Linked DNA regions of Mus musculus: region 1 is linked to region 2. The links are chromatin contacts, called in public Micro-C maps. All regions are on one chromosome and are shown on one strand. The core of a region is the stretch at or near the end of the contact, and the rest is flanking DNA. Distances in the headings are between cores, read along the strand shown.

Region 1 (7,278 bases), core at 549-3,048, 360 kb before region 2:
CTGCAGTGTGGGTGCTGAGAAGCAAACCTGGCTCTGGACAAGCAGCCAGTGCTCTTATCTGCTGAGCCGCCTCCCCAGAGACCCCTTCTCTGTTGCTTTCCTCTAAGAGTTGCAGCTAGGTGAGCAAGGATGCGCAGGATTAGCTGTCACACCAGCCAGGTCCCTTTTCCTTTCAGAATGTCCACAAGAGCTCCAAGATGGCTCAGGGCAGTACAGAATAGAGACTGGCTCACTCTCTTGGAGACTCTAGCTATGTGGTGGAAGGCTGTGGTTGTAAGGAAGTGATCTGCTCGTCCCTAGCATGACACCCCCCCACACACACACCCCTTAGTTTCCAATCCCTGACCCTACTGTCAGATTGTACCATTTACCAGTTGAGGGGTCAAGATGATGAAGGGAGGGGCCTACGATGACTTGGAGTGGAAGAGCTAAGGGCTAAGGAAAAGGAAGTGAGCTATGTGACCTTTAGTTTCTCCCTCTCCCCCTCCCCCTCCCCCTCTCTCTCGGCTGAGCTGTCTGCAAGCAGAAAGGCAAGGACACTCCCTGGGAGGGAATTTGAGAAGTTTGGGACTGAGTAGGAACTGCCTAGGCACATCGCGGGAGGGAGGTTCCCCGAGAAGAGAGGTCAGAGTAATACTACAACCTGGATCTCAGCCATCTCCTCAAGAGGCCGTGAGCACCCGAGCACGCCCGAGGGAGTCCTGCCCCAGAGAAAAGCTGTTTTCTACTCTAGTGAAAGAGGGGGAGGGGAGAGCCCGAGGTAAAGACAGAGACAGCCCTCTGGTGCAGGCAGGCCTGGCGGCTCCTCCTCCCCGACTTCCTAGCTCCCTTAGGCCAGCCTCCAAACCTGAGCCCCAAGTGAGAGCGTCCACACGACGACTCTCCCTGGGTCCCACATTTACACCTCTATACTTATTAAGAACCTTTTCCTTATGCCTGTTCCCAGGAAGAGACCACCCATCCGATCTTCCCAGTTAATCTTCCTGATTCCCTGGTCCACTGGGTTGTAAAGGACAGGGGCCTGGTACACACCTTCCCCCCAAATCCCCCAACACAAGGGCGCTCTTGTCAGACCTCCTGTCCTGCCAGCTCCAGATCCTCTGTACAACGCAGGCAGCACAGCCCACTTGTACTAGAGCACAGGCACCGCCACGGCTGTTGGCTGAGTGGATACACAGTGGGAACGGTCCCCAGTTTGTGTCAGGCGTCCTGTCAAGAGCTGGGTACTCTGTGCAAAAATGGCCCTTTGGTGGGTGACTGGGCATAGTGCATCCCCAGTCGCTCTCGCTTTTGTCATGGGATGGTCAATTACTGGGCAGTCCCCATCTTGTCGAACCCCAGCACCAAGCCCGAATCAGATATCGTCAATCAAGGTAGTGAGGAGCTAGGACCGAGGGGCGGGGGCGGGGCCGGGGCCGGGGAAGCGTCCTCGTGTGGTTCCCTCCGGGTGACTCGCCCTTCCTCTGCCCTTCAGGTGGGTCCTCTATGAGGAGCCAAACTACCGCGGCCGCATGTACGTGTTGGAGAGAGGAGACTACCGCTGCTTCTCCGACTGGGGGGCCCACAGCGCACGCGTGCAGTCGCTCCGCCGGGTGCTCAACTTCTTCTAGTCCCAACTGCGTACGTGCGACCCACGGAGGCAATAAATATCCAGAAAGCGGAGTGCTGGCGGGCCTCGGAGTGCTTTCTAGGCCTCTCACCGGCTGGCGGGCCCCAACCCGGCAGGGGGAAGGAAGCCTGCTGGAGCAAGGAAGCCAACTAACTCCCTCCCCCGCCAAAGCCTAGCCAGAGCAGCAGCCGCCTCGGGGCCCAAGGCCACACGAGGGCGCCCGCGAGCAGGACGCAGGCAGGCTGTTTTCTCCTGCTAGGGGGCCACGCCCGAGAGGAGGGGCGAGGTGGCGGGGGTGGGGGTGGGAGGAGGATGAAAAATGGGGATGGGAAAGGGGGTGAAGGTGAAGGGCGGGGTGGGGGAGAAGAGGAAGCTTGCTTGCTGGGAAGCGGTGGGGGCGAGAAGAAGAGGGGCGGGGCAGGAGGAAAGAGGCGTGGGGGAGCTGGGGGTGGGGGAGAGGAAGGCCAGGGGAAGGGAGGGGCTGGCTAAGAGGAAGAGTCCTGGCTGATTTGGGAGGGAGAGGCCAGGTGATAGAGAAGGGCGGAGTCATGCCCCTGGAATCCGGGGAATGGAGACCTGGAAGAAGCTATCAGGGTCCTGAGGCACTAGACAACGACTGTCCCTGCAGGATATCACTCAGCCTCCGCCTTTGCGCGGCTCCCGGAGCAACTCTATAGAGCTTCCCTGTCATCAGATCTTTTCCAAGACATTCGGTCCGCCTTGGGGCTGGGCGTAAATCTGGAGAACACGTTTCCGGGAATGGAAGACCGGAGGAGACCCCTGCAGTGGGGTTTCTGATAAAGGGGTCCACATCCTCGAATGCCAACGTTGTTCCCCATTGAGAGAGGAAAGGCTCCTTGAGGGGGGTTGTCCAGATAAGATGGCGGCTCAGGTTATTTCCCTGCCCCTGCCTGTAGACCCTGGTCCTCCCTGACCAGTGTCTCCCACCTCTCCTGCCTCATTTCCTCCTCTACCTCCCTACACCGAAGGAAATGAGAAAAAGAATATCATTAAAAATCACTGCGTTCACACAGGTGATGCTGTCACCAGGGGCTAGGCAGAGGGCAAAGATGAATGACTCAGGGCCCTGGGTCACCCCAGGACAGTAGAGGATTGTTCTAGGTAGAGCTACGTTAAGCAGCCTCTGGGTAGAGAGCACAGGCGTATCCTCTGCCATATGAGTCCCCAGGGCTTGCTGACTCTACTGCATTCCACCAGAAGCCACTAAAGCTCAGAAAACTGACAGCTCCCAAGGGACCCTCCATCCCCTTGAGGCTTAGGCCAAGGACCCCTTGGGAAGGGAGTCTGTTTCGAGTCAACCCTGCGTGTTGCTCAGGAACAGGAGCAGACCCCTTTGTGGGAGAGTTGCAGCCAGCTTGCTTCCATGAGTGAGTAAGGCCTTCCTGGAGGAAGACAGGGCCCTGTCTGTCCTTCCTTCTCCTCCATAACCATCCACTCCAGCCCCTAACACATCAGAGGAGGGCAGAATCCAGCTGGCCCTGGCTAAGGGTCTCACACTCTTTTGCTTACTGTGAATAGCATTACTATGGGTGTTTATTGAGCGCTGACTTTATACCAGGCTCTTCAGTAGATATAATTCATGCAGTTTTACTTGATCTATACAGAGACACCCGTGCTTCTTATCACCCCTGGACAAATGAGATGGTTAGACTAAGACAGCTAAGTAACTTGCTTGGTATGACATAGCAAGCAGGATTCAGACCCATTGCCCCTACACTGAAACACATTTGCATATATTAGGATATTTGACTTGAGCTTGGGAGAAAACCAAAAGTCCTGTTCTTTGTGAAATAATGCAAACCTATCTGTTACACGCACCCTACATATGTGAAAGCGCAAGCCAGCTGTGGTGACTCAAGCCCCCCCCCCCCCCTAAGCAGAGGCAGGTAGATCACTGCAAGTTCAAGGCCAACTTGATCTACATAGCAAGTTCCAGGCCAGCCAGGAGTGAGGCCCTGTCTAAAAAAAGCCAACACCAAACACAACTAAAGAAGCCCAGCGACCTGTGAGAGGACAGTTGTTGCAGCATGGCAGTTTGCATGCAGCCATGGAGCTGTGCTCCCAACGTGAAGTGAAGCGCTTTATGATGTGTGTGTCAGTCAGTGACCATGTACTCGAGGGAAGCAGGGAGAAGAACTGGGTGACAGCAGGACTCTCACTCAGGGGTGACCCTATAGCCATACACTTTTTTGCAACCCACTTTTTTTTTTTTTTTTTTTTTGAGACAGGGTTTCTCTGTGTAGCCCTGGCTGTCCTGGAACTCACTCAGTAGACCAGGCTGGCCTCAAACTCAGAAATCTGCCTGCCTCTGCCTCCCGCATGCTGGGATTAAAGGCGTGCTCCACCACGCCCGGCTTGCAACCCACTTTTAATGAGGGTTCCACCTCTCTCTTCTAGCCCATCACCCAGCAGAGGTATGGAGGAGAAAAGGTATTAGGATATGGAGGAGGTGGACCCGTTCAGCAATGGTTCTTTGGGAACGAGTTTGATCTTTTTGGACAGCAGTTCAGTCCCATAACAAACACCAAATACAACTCAGCAGCTGCAGAGCAGCCCTCTAGGCAGGCAGATACCAGGCACAAACCAGCAGCTGCAGTCCAGTCCTTTCAGCACGCAGACACCAGGCAGCTGTAGTTCAATCCTGAAAAAACCGCCAGGCTCACCAACCAGCCTACAGTGAGGCTGTGGAGGCAAGCAAGCTGCTGCAGGAACCTTATGAGCAGTTCTTGGGTGAGTTTCTCTCAATGACAGCATTACCACAAGTTGAGCTCAACAACAGTATGAAAGGAGAACCAATAAATGCATGTCTTTAGTGAAGAATAGTGAGGCAGAGCAAACCAAATGAAGGCTCAGTGCTCCTCTCCCACTGTCTGTGGGGTCTTATTTATACTTCTCCATCACACATCCTTTCACCCGTGTCTGCTTCAGGAAATCAGTCTTTCACGTGTTTGCTGTAACAAGACATCCTTTCACCTGTGTGCCCCAGCACAACATCATTTGGCATAGCTAACTTTCCAGAGCTAGAAGTTACCACTTCACTGCCCTGTGCCTCAGTGTCCACAGAGGCACTGGGGTGGGGGATAATAGTCTGCTCTAATGGGGGAGGGGCTTCCTCCTGGGAGCCAGATGGCACCCACTGCCCTACCTTGCCAAAGCCAGTTGCAGGGACTCCTCTTGAATTTGCCTCTCTCCCAGCTCCCAGGAACAGAGGCGCCTCATTAGGGCGAGTCAGTGTTTCACACAGCTTTGCATTCCTGGGTGACCTCCCTGTCACCCCAGCCCCCTGCTTGCTAATCTGTCAGTAAAATCTGCTTTTGGTCAGGAAGAAGAAAAACAAGCTTCTCACTGCAGAGCCTGTGGGCAGCTGTGCAGTTTATCTGAAGTCCATCCAGGGGGTCGATGGAACGAAGATGAGAGAGCCTTTAGTGTGGTACATGCTTCTCCCATTTCTGTCTCCATGCTGCGGTTTGGAAAACTGGGCCTTCTTAGAGCCATCTCCGTGTTCCTCAGACCCCTTGCTGGTCAGGGATCTGAAGGCATTGTTTATCAGGCCTGGTCAGACCACAGGGGAAAACTTTCCCTTTGAAGCCCATACTGATGCCTAGCCATGGCTGTGGTGTGCCTCTCCCTACTCCTCAGCCCATACCAGGGTGATGCACTAGTCTCTGTCCACTCCTTTCCCTGGCTTCCCTCTGCCCCATCTCCAGCTGTGTCCTGCTTGGCCACTCCTTGGCTGGAAAGCCTTCAGAGCAGAGCTAACCCCTAAGTGTCCTTTTCCCTCTAGAAACCTCGGTAGAGGTTTTAACATAACCTGTGAGACGAGACATGTTTTAAAATCCAGCTTCATGGCTGAGGGTGTAGCTAGTGGCTGAGCACTTACCCTACCATGTGTGAGGCTCTGAATTCTAGCCCCACCACTGTGAAACCAAAAATAAACCACTGCAGGGTGTGGTAGTGAAGGTCTTGAATCCTAGCACTCAAGGCAGAGGCAGAGAAACAGAGAGACAGAGAGGCAGAGAGAGAGGCAGAGAGGAGAGGCAAAGAGGCAGAGAGGCAGAGAGGCAGAGAGGCAGAGAGGCAGAGAGGCAGAGAGGCAGAGAGGAGAGGCAAAGAGGCAGAGAGGCAGAGAGGCAGAGAGGCAGGGAGGAGAGGCAGAGAGGCAGAGAGGCAGAGAGAGGCAGAGAGGCAGAGAGGCAGAGAGGCAGAGAGAAGGGCAGAGAAGCAGAGCTCTGTGAGTTTAAAGCCAGCCTAGTCTACAGAGTGAGTTCCAGGACCGCCAGGGCTACACAGAGAAACATTATATCCAAAAAACAAAACCAATAATAATAGTGATAAATAATAATAAATAAACCGCCACAGAGTTCCCTTTGGTGTGTTAGCTACTTTTCTCACTGTCAGAATACCTACAGAGCAACTTTTAGAAGGTTTATCTGGGCTTATAGTTTCAGAAGGTATGGGCCATCATGATAGCCAGACTGTGGTGGGGTTTTTTACCACTATGTGTCTGTTGGTGGGGAAGGTAGCTGGGGGCCCCAGCCAGGATCAGAGATGCATATTCTTCAAGGTTTGCTCCAGAGACCCGTATCTGAGAGCTGGACTATATATCCTATATGTCCCAAAGATTCTACAATCTTCCCAAAACAGTGTCACCAGCTGGAGACCAAGAGTGCAAGCACAGGACCCTATTGGGGGGCATTCTACATTCAAATCCTACCAGCTGGAGAAGGTACAGTGCTGGGCTGAGGTGGTGACAATGTGTACACAGCAGTGTGAATGTGCACACAGTGTGAATGTGTAATATGGCACTGTAAATGTGCACACAGCAGTGTGAGTGTGTGTACACAGTGTGAATGTTCACACAGCAGTGTGCATGTGTGTACACAGTGTGAATGTGTGCACAGCAGTGTGAATGTGCACATAGCAGTGTGAATGTACACACAGTGTGAATGTGTACCACAGCAGTGTAAATGTGCACATAGCAATGTGAGTGTCTATACAGCAGTGAGTGTGCACACAGCAATGTAAATGTATACATAGTAGTGTGAATGTATACACATCAGTGTGAATGTGTGCCCAGCAGTGTGTGTACACAGTGTGAATGTGCACACAGCAGTGTGAGTGTGTACACAGTGTGAGTGTGCACACAGCAGTGTGAATGTGTGCATAGGAGTTTGAATGTGTACATGGCAGTGTGAATGCTTCCTCTGCCATGGAGACATGCATTCAGCCATAGTGGCTGTGGTGGGTTGGATGCTATGTGGATTTTGCACAGAACAAAAGCTTCACTCTTCTTGTTGAGGTACACAGAGTCTCAGAGCCATTTGCGTGTGCTTGTGGTACTGAAGACCCTTCCTGACCCTGGCAACATACTGGGTCTTACTTGCCCCAAATGTGCCTCACATAGTCCTTGTCCTGATGCTCACCTTTTGTTGGTCTTGTGGTTCCCGTTGATTGCAATGCAGGGAGCGGTGCCCTGACTGCTGAGGAACCTCAAGGGGAGACCATGGAGTAAGACCACTGCAGAGCAAGGTGGGGCTACCTGAGCCTAACCCAACCTTCTCAAGCCCTGCTCAGGCAACACCTTCATGGTCTGGTGTCAGCAAGGACACAGAAAGAAGTGACTTGCCATTCTGGTTAAGCCTGCCCTG
Region 2 (7,936 bases), core at 409-2,908:
AGGAAGGGCTGTCACTGGCTTTCTAGATCAGGAGGCATCCTGATTGGTTGAGGAAGGTCAGGCCAGGGTGAAGGGCGGGCTACCCAAGCCTCTGGGCAGGAAGTGAGAAAAACCTGGATGCCTGCAGGCAGTGGAGCTGGGCTTGCTTGCCGGAAATAGAGCCTTCTAGGGCACTTGGAATATAAGCCACTCTCTTGGCCTCTTCATTATCCCCTGGTCATGTTCCTTCTATCTTTGTCCCTAAGATTTTGTTAGGATATTGGTCCACATATCTTCCTTTCCCTTGGATGTTCTGAGCCATTAGAGTAGGGAGGCACCAGGCACAGCCAGTGCTGGGGCAATGGGGCCCATCCTTTGCCTTCCTCTTTTTTTTTTTTTTTTTTTTTTGGTTTTTTCGAGACAGGGTTTCTCTGTGTAGCCCTGGCTGTCCTGGAGCTCACTTTGTAGACCAGGCTGGCCTTGAACTCAGAAATCCACCTGCCTTTGCCTCCCGAGTGCTGGGATTAAAGGTGTGCGCTACCAGGCCCGGTCCTCCAGCAGAGGGGAAGATGCTGGGCAGGGGAGCTGTGGAGGCTGGTCCTGAGGAAATAACTGAACTGGGGAGACTGGGCTAAAGTGAGGCTTGCAGCTCACATGGGTCTCTCCAAATGAAGTATGGGAGCATTCTGTCCCCGCAGACACACACAGGCAGGGTTGTGTGAAAGCTAATCAAGTGATTGTACGAAGTGGCCTTGAGGTGGGGGTGAGCACTGTCGCCGTTCTTAAGTTTCCTCAGGCAGAAAGCAGCGATGTAGATATCTCATTCTTTTATATGTGGGGCTGAAGGGGGGCTCAAAAAAGGAAGCCAGGTCCCAGTCACTTAAGTTCACTTAAGAGTTGTCAGCAAGAAGTGATGAGCAGAATAATTGAGAAGGGGCGAAAGAACGGAGAAGCGCTGTGCTTCTATTAGCAGAAGGTCTAGAAGAAGGCACAACCTAATGATAGGGAGGCAGGCCACCAGGGCTGGAGTTCGCAGGCAGCTCAGCGAGTCGTGGAGGTTGTGCGTCTCTGTGGAGGGGAAGGGATACTGGTCCCTAGGCTTCCCTGTTCCCTCTTCTCAGGAGGAGCTCAGCTCGGTACCCTGGGCCGAGGTGCAGTCTCGCCTCCTGGAACTGCAGAGGAGCGGTGGGCTGTGTGTGCAGCCGCGGCCGCTGACGGAACTGGACGTCCACCACCGCATCCTGCGCTACACCAACTACCAGGTAGCGTTAGCCAACAAGGGTCTGCTGCCTGCCCGCTGCCCGCTGCCCTGGGGGAGCAGCGCCGCCTTCCTCAGCCGCGGCCTGGCGCTCAACGTGGACTTGCTGCTCTTCCGCGGTCCCTTCTCACTCTTCCGCGGGGGCTGGGAGCTTCCCGAAGCCTACAAGCGCAGCGACCTCCGGGGCGTCCTGGCTAACCGCTGGCGGCGCACGGTGCTGCTGCTGGCCGCCGTGAACTTGGCCCTGAGCCCGCTGGTGCTGGCCTGGCAGGTATTGCACGCCTTCTACAGCCACGTGGAGCTGCTGCGGCGCGAGCCCGGAGCCTTCGGGGCGCGCCGCTGGTCCCGCCTGGCCCGCCTGCAGCTTCGCCACTTTAACGAGCTGCCGCACGAGCTGCGTGCGCGCCTGGGCCGCGCCTACCGGCCCGCCGCCGCCTTCCTGCGTGCAGCGGAGCCCCCAGCTCCCCTGCGCGCGCTGCTGGCCCGCCAGCTGGTCTTCTTCTCGGGAGCTCTCTTTGCCGCGCTGCTAGTGCTCACCATCTACGATGAGGACGTGTTGGCCGTGGAGCATGTGCTCACTACCATGACGGCGCTCGGGGTCACAGCCACTGTGGCCAGGTTAGATGGCACATATCTGGGAGGAGATATTGGTGTGTGCCCCTTCTCTGACCTTTCCCTTAGCAAACCTTAGCTGTCACCATCCGTGCGCTTCTGCCCTGCGTCCCACCTGTTGGTCCTCCTAACCACATTTCTCACCCCACAGGTCCTTCATTCCAGAAGAGCAATGCCAGGGGCGTTCCTCCCAGCTTCTGCTGCAGGCAGCCCTGGCGCACATGCATTACCTCCCAGAGGAGCCTGGTGCAACGGGTGCTCGAGCCAGCTCTTACTGGCAGATGGCGCAGCTGCTTCAGTACCGAGCAGTGAGTAACGGAGCCTGCAGGGAGCTATGGAATAGGCTCTATACAAAGGATTAGCCTGGGAGAAGTTGTGGGTCACATGGGCAGGGTGGGAGTGTGTGTCCATGAGGCGGCTTCGGAATGAGTGGTTGGAATCTTCAGACCTTAGAGAGTGTTCCTGGAGGCTCTGGACCCTGATCACTTGTAGGTCCCCATTGCAGCCTTCATCTGGAACATGGGTCCTTTGTATGATCTCTGCTCAGCTTCACCCCTGCTTCCTCAGGTCTCCCTCCTGGAAGAGCTCCTGTCTCCACTCCTGACCCCATTGTTTCTGCTCTTCTGGTTCCGCCCCCGTGCTCTGGAGATTATTGACTTTTTTCATCACTTCACTGTGGATGTGGCTGGTGTAGGGGACATCTGTTCTTTTGCATTAATGGATGTGAAGCGCCACGGGCATCCTCAGGTTAGAGCTCTTCTCTGACCTTAAGAAGTTGTATTGGATGGGCATTTGTTTGCTTCACTAAAGCTTGTCAGGTTTATAGAGCTCTTTGCTGGTACATTATTTTGAAATAAGTTGATAAATGGGAGCAAAGACTGCTCCCCCCACCACCACCACATGAGGGCTAGGTGGTGGAAGAGTGGAGTGTAGGATTGTCTTGTCTTAGGAACTAGGACTGCACAGGGGAGCAAACATTCAAAGCTAGCTGTATCTCAGACCAAATGCCTATGCCTTGCTCCACTGCCCTACTCCTGGATAATCTTTAAAGAGTTCCCATCGCAGCCTTCATCTATGGGGCAGTATTTTTCATCCTGCCTAGCTGAATCTTGGTGTCCCTAATACCAGAAGGACTCCCTTCCTTGCAGTGGCTTTCAGAGGGACAGACAGAGGCCTCACTCTCTCAGCGTGCAGAGGATGGAAAGACCGAACTCTCCTTAATGCGGTTCTCCCTGGCACACCCACAATGGCAGCCACCAGGGCACAGCTCTAAGTTCCTTGGACACCTTCGGGGCCGGGTACAACAAGATGCAGCTGCCTGGGGTGCTCCCTCGACTCGGAGTCCCCCCACCCCAGGAGTGCTCAGTGACTGTACATCCCCTCTGGTAAGTCCCACGCCTGCCTACCCTTTGTTCTTGCCACCCTCCATCTCTCCCTGGCATTTCTAACTTTATGTGTTACCCTGGCAGCCAGGCTCAACCCATCATATCTCTGTCCCTCCTTTGGACTCTCCCCTTATCCTTTTCTCCACCCTTTGGCTCTCTTTTGTTTAGCCAGAAGCCTTCCTTGCCAACCTCTTGGTAAATCCCCGCCCACCCCAGAGGGACCTGAGTCCCACAGCCCCCTGCCCTGCTGCAGCCACAGCCAGCCTCCTTGCCTCTATTTCACGAATGGTCCAGGACCCCAGGTGAGAGGTGGAGGCCTGAGATGCAGGGGAGTCTGGATTGGTGGTGATTCTCTGGGAGAGGGTACTAGGGTGCTGAGGAGTCTTGGAAGGTGAGGGGAAGCCTGGACTGCCTTCCTCTGTGAGGGGGCTGACTCTTAACTGGGTACATCTTGTTTTAGCTGTGTGTCCCCAGGAGGCACAGGGGGCCAGAAGCTGACCCAGCTCCCAGAGCTTGTCTCTGCTGAGATGAGCCTCCACGCTATTTACCTACATCAGGTGTGTAGAGGGACTGTGGGAAGAAGGCGAATGAAGTGAATGCTGGGAATGGGGCAGAATCTAAAAGGTTCTTAGCGGGAACTGTGAGCTCTCTGTTCCTAGCGGAGGAGCTAGGCCTTGCTTCCTGCCCCCACATATGAGGGAGCCCCTGGTCTTCATCCTTCTCCTTCTTTCACCATCTAGCTTCATCAACAGCAGCAGCAAGAACTATGGGGAGAGGCTTCAGCTTCCTCCCCATCCAGGCCCTGGTCCAGCCCTTCACAGCCAGGCTCACCTGATGAGGAGAAGCCATCTTGGTCAAGTGATGGTGAGGAGTATAGGGGATGGGAGCAAGATCCTGGTGTTTCTTGTGCATCATGACACGCTCACTCAGTGACATTTATCTCCAGGCTCCAGTCCTGCTTCTAGCCCAAGACAACAGTGGGGCACCCAGAGGGCCCAGAATCTGTTCCCAAAGGGGTTTCAGGAGAACACAGACACCCAGAAGGAGCCCCTAACAGGCCCCTTGCACTGACTGAGGATATCTCAGGTCGGTATTGCCCACATGGGGGTTAAGCAGGCAAGGATAAGGAAACTAGCTTGGGGCCAGTTTTGGTGGGGCAGAGATACTAGTTAGATCTGGGGTGGTAGGGCAGTCTCTAGGTGCCTGGAATGCTTGCTAACAGTCCTTTCCTCTTACAGGTTCTGGCTTTTCCAGCTGCAGGAAATTTGATGGGTGGCATGGAAGGACACTTGAAGCCATCTTCTGAGCTCCATTCCTATTTCCGATGACAGGCCCAGGATATTTTAGTTGGCCATATCTGGGAGTCAAAGAGGGGCTTGCCCGGAGAACAGTGAAAAAGTAGGAGATGATTGTGAGCTGAGGTAGCCTACAGATGGGCCCCACAAGTGAGGATAAGAGAACACTAGCCTGGCTGGTTGTGGAGCAGTTGCCTGGGAAGGACCCCAGTGGCCTCAAGGTGGGGCCAGGGCCCAGGCATGGTTCAACTCAGTGTTAGGGAAGTTGTTCCTGTCGACCTCCCCTTTGAGTTCCTGTGGGACTAGGGGTGGGGAATATGGAGACGGGTGAGTGGAAAAACCAGAGAGGGCTGCTGGTTTTGGACGTCAGCACTGCTGTGATAGCAGGAGGAAGTGGGTGGGACTCCTCATCCTGTACGAAACAAGCAGCAGAAATTGCTCATGGTTGAGCTGCACATCTTTGCCATGGGAATGTCTGGCACGCCCCACTCTTGGAAGCTGAGGACTGCACCTGTTCACTCAAGCGCAAAACTGTCTGTCCCTGGTTAGAAACTTTTTTTTTTTTGCAGAGTACTGGGTTACAGAGAGGTGTCTGGGACTCACTGTCAAAGAATTATTATCCCAACATCTTTACACATTAAAGCATTGAACAAGTCTCATTTTCAATCATTGTAACTCACAAGGTTTGGGTTGGGCATCTGGCATGGTCTTTTATGATAATTTTTCAATAAATACCGGGATGACTTAGACTTTAAACGTAAGATACTCCAGAGAGAGAGTTAAAGGGAGTCTACAGTCCATCAAAGCATATGAAGAGGGCAGCAGGATGCCCTAACTACCACAGCCGGAGGAACCTTCAAGATTTAGGCCGACCCCCCCCCCCCAGCCTAGGTAAACTGGAGAGAGAAGAAAGATCTTAAATTGGCAGCCTTGCAACCAATGCTGTAGGCATTCTTCAGAGAGGGTGGCTAGCCTTGGTCAACCGAACGAAGTGACACAATCCCTCTTTCCGGGAACTGGAGGGGAGGAAGACTGTCAGGAACCAGGTATTTCTGGGCCAGGCGGGTCAAAGGACCAGGGCACTGCGCCCCTCAGCTGTCGCTCCTGCAAAGAAAAGCTCTGGGTGCGTATGCGGCTTGTCACCTCCTGGGTGCGCAATGTGAGTCCGAAAATGTCCTCGTGGTAGCGTTGCTGATCCTGAGGGGAGGAAAAGAACTCAATGGATTAGAACCCGAACAGGAGCTGTCAGCATAGATCTACCCTAGCCCGGCCAGGTCTGCCCTTTCGCACCCGCAGCACGCCGATGACGTCACCGGCTTCATCCAGCTCCATGCCGCCCTCTGTTGCCAGAATTCTCTGCACGGTTTGCAGGACGCTGGTTGCCATAGTGACATCGCCGCAGACAAACATATGTCCTTGCTCAAGGCACAGCACACGGTGAACCTCCGCGGCTAGCTCTGTCCTCAGGAGGTCTTGCACGTAGGTCTAGGGACGGGCCTTGCTGTGAGAACGCCCAGGCCAGGGGCGTGCCCGGGTAAGATGGGTTTGGGAGGGGCGGGGCTTGGGAACGGCCTTGTCACGCTATCTCTACACCCGCCCCTGGTACCTTGGGGCTGCCAGGATCCCTGGAAAAGGCGGTGAGGACTTGTCCAAACACCCCACGCTGCTGGGCGTCCAGTACCTCGTCCCGGTAGAGATGGTCCAGTTGGGAGCATCGGCAGCCAAACACCAAAGTCATGGGGGCAGGTTGTAGCCCTGTGAGCAACATGGAGGTTTGGGAGGGCCCCTTCCTCTGGAACAGTCCTGGTAACCCCACCTCCAGGCCACTCAGGGTGCCAGCCAGACTTTTGGCTTGGAGCAACCACTATCTTGTCTGTTCAGCCTCTAGGGGCAAAATAGGATGCTTTCTGCCCAGACCCTTGCACACCTTTGATTTATAGAAGGAAACTGCTCTACTGGACTCAATTCTGTACACATTGCCTTGTGTGAAATCCCAGGTCTTTTTCCTCACTCCAGTCCTATCGCACACAACCACTTTGATTGACATCTCTGTGCCTGTCAGTTAATAGATAGGATCACCCCAGAGGCGTTCTGACTTCAAAAGGAATCAACCTGGAGTCGTTTTCTGTTCGAATTCCTGCTCTGTCCCTCCCTTCTCTATCCTTAATCCATTTTAAAACCTACTATATGCTGAGGGACCACCAGGAAGGCTGACAATCAGGACCCAGACTCGACTCTCCTCCCTTTCCCATTAAATATGTTTCTTTTCACCTTTGGGCCTAGTTTCTTTTATGGTCGTTTCTTCCAAGCCATTGATTTTCTGCTTGGCTTCCTTCTGACTTGCAGGTCACCCTTAGCCCAGCCTCACCTTTGATCTCAATGTCGTGTAGTCTGTCTTGCCAGAATCCCCGGAAGGGTGCAATGCCAGTCCCTGGGCCCACCAGGATGCAGGGCAAGTTAGGATCAGGTGGCAGCCGGAAGGAGGGAGCCCTAACCAGAGAGAGTCCATTAAGACCCCTTTACATCGTCACCCATGACATATCAACAAAGCTATGGCTGTACAGACAGGAAAGCCCAAGGACCAATGACAAATGAGTCTCTTTTGTTTGTTTGTTTGATTGATGGATTGATTGTTTTTGTTTTTTCCAGACAGGGTTTCTTGGGTAGCTTTAGCTATCCTGGAACTCACTATGTAGACCAGGCTGGCCTTAAACTCAGATCTGCCTGCCTCTGCCTCCAAATGTTGGGTTTAAAGGCATGCAATATCATCTGATACCACTGCCTGGCTGAGTCTTTCTCTCTCTCTCTCTCTCTCTCTCTCTCTCTCTCTCTCCCCCTCTCCCACCATGCCTGACAGAAGCCAAGCCTTTTAACACGGGTAGTAGCCAAGGACATAGAGAATCGTGCTGGGGCCACTCTTTCACCAATCAGCAGGGCTACTGTCTAATCTATGTTGTTGCTGTAATTGTGGCTTCAGGGTCAGGTCCCTGCACCAAAGCTTTGAGACTCAAAGCTCAACTGTAGTTGGGAAGTGACCCAGAGAGCCACCATTCTTGATGTAATAATAGGGTTTCAGTAATTACCAGCCGATATTGTGTTACCCCTGCCCTCATGCACACACACACACACACACACACACACACACACACACACACACACACACACACATTTCTCATGTATCCCTGCCGTGTATATAGATAGCACTTTCTCACCCCTGTCTGGACACAGACAACCTCTTGTAGTTGCCCTTCCCTACCCAAGAGGGCCCCTCACCCCCTGATGAAGCAGGGCACTGGATCTCCCGCCTTGAGCTGGCTCATCCACGTGGAGCAGACACCGTAGTGCAGAGGGCCCAGCCCATCTAGGGGTTAGAAGGAGAAGTCATTCAGAGTCCTGTCCTAGCCTGG

The links. A called contact is a pair of places that touch in the nucleus more often than the background predicts.
Region 1: a Micro-C map of embryonic stem cells shows a contact between it and region 2, with 2.8 times the contacts expected there. The contact joins two enhancer-like sites. A contact is called at or near these places in 2 of 484 Hi-C or Micro-C datasets (both in embryonic stem cells), 1 of 115 datasets of contacts at active chromatin or transcription factors (pancreatic cancer cells) and 2 of 9 other capture datasets (adipose tissue and liver).

The regions. Positions count from the first base shown.
Region 1 is chr5:24,745,386-24,752,663 of GRCm38.p6, reverse strand. It overlaps Crygn (crystallin, gamma N), which reads left to right. Exons shown (of 4, transcript NM_153076.3): 4 at 1,475-1,662. The coding sequence ends at 1,610. Among named protein-coding and RNA genes, the nearest start is that of Gm33591, 8.0 kb to the left of the region's middle. Within about 2 kb of position 1,798, at least 295 of the 459 cell types and tissues checked have an H3K27ac peak or open chromatin away from gene starts, as enhancers often do. A contact at or near this core is called in embryonic stem cells and liver, where this site is marked.
Region 2 is chr5:24,381,608-24,389,543 of GRCm38.p6, reverse strand. It overlaps Atg9b (autophagy related 9B), which reads left to right. Exons shown (of 14, transcript NM_001002897.3): 6 at 1,101-1,855; 7 at 2,001-2,157; 8 at 2,417-2,596; 9 at 2,998-3,234; 10 at 3,403-3,536; 11 at 3,695-3,791; 12 at 3,975-4,098; 13 at 4,181-4,320; 14 at 4,473-5,363. The coding sequence ends at 4,305. It overlaps Nos3 (nitric oxide synthase 3, endothelial cell), which reads right to left. Exons shown (of 26, transcript NM_008713.4): 22 at 7,803-7,890; 23 at 6,898-7,019; 24 at 6,136-6,284; 25 at 5,820-6,014; 26 at 5,070-5,726. The coding sequence ends at 5,565. Among named protein-coding and RNA genes, the nearest start is that of Atg9b, 6.6 kb to the left of the region's middle. Within about 2 kb of position 1,658, at least 113 of the 459 cell types and tissues checked have an H3K27ac peak or open chromatin away from gene starts, as enhancers often do. A contact at or near this core is called in embryonic stem cells and liver, where this site is marked.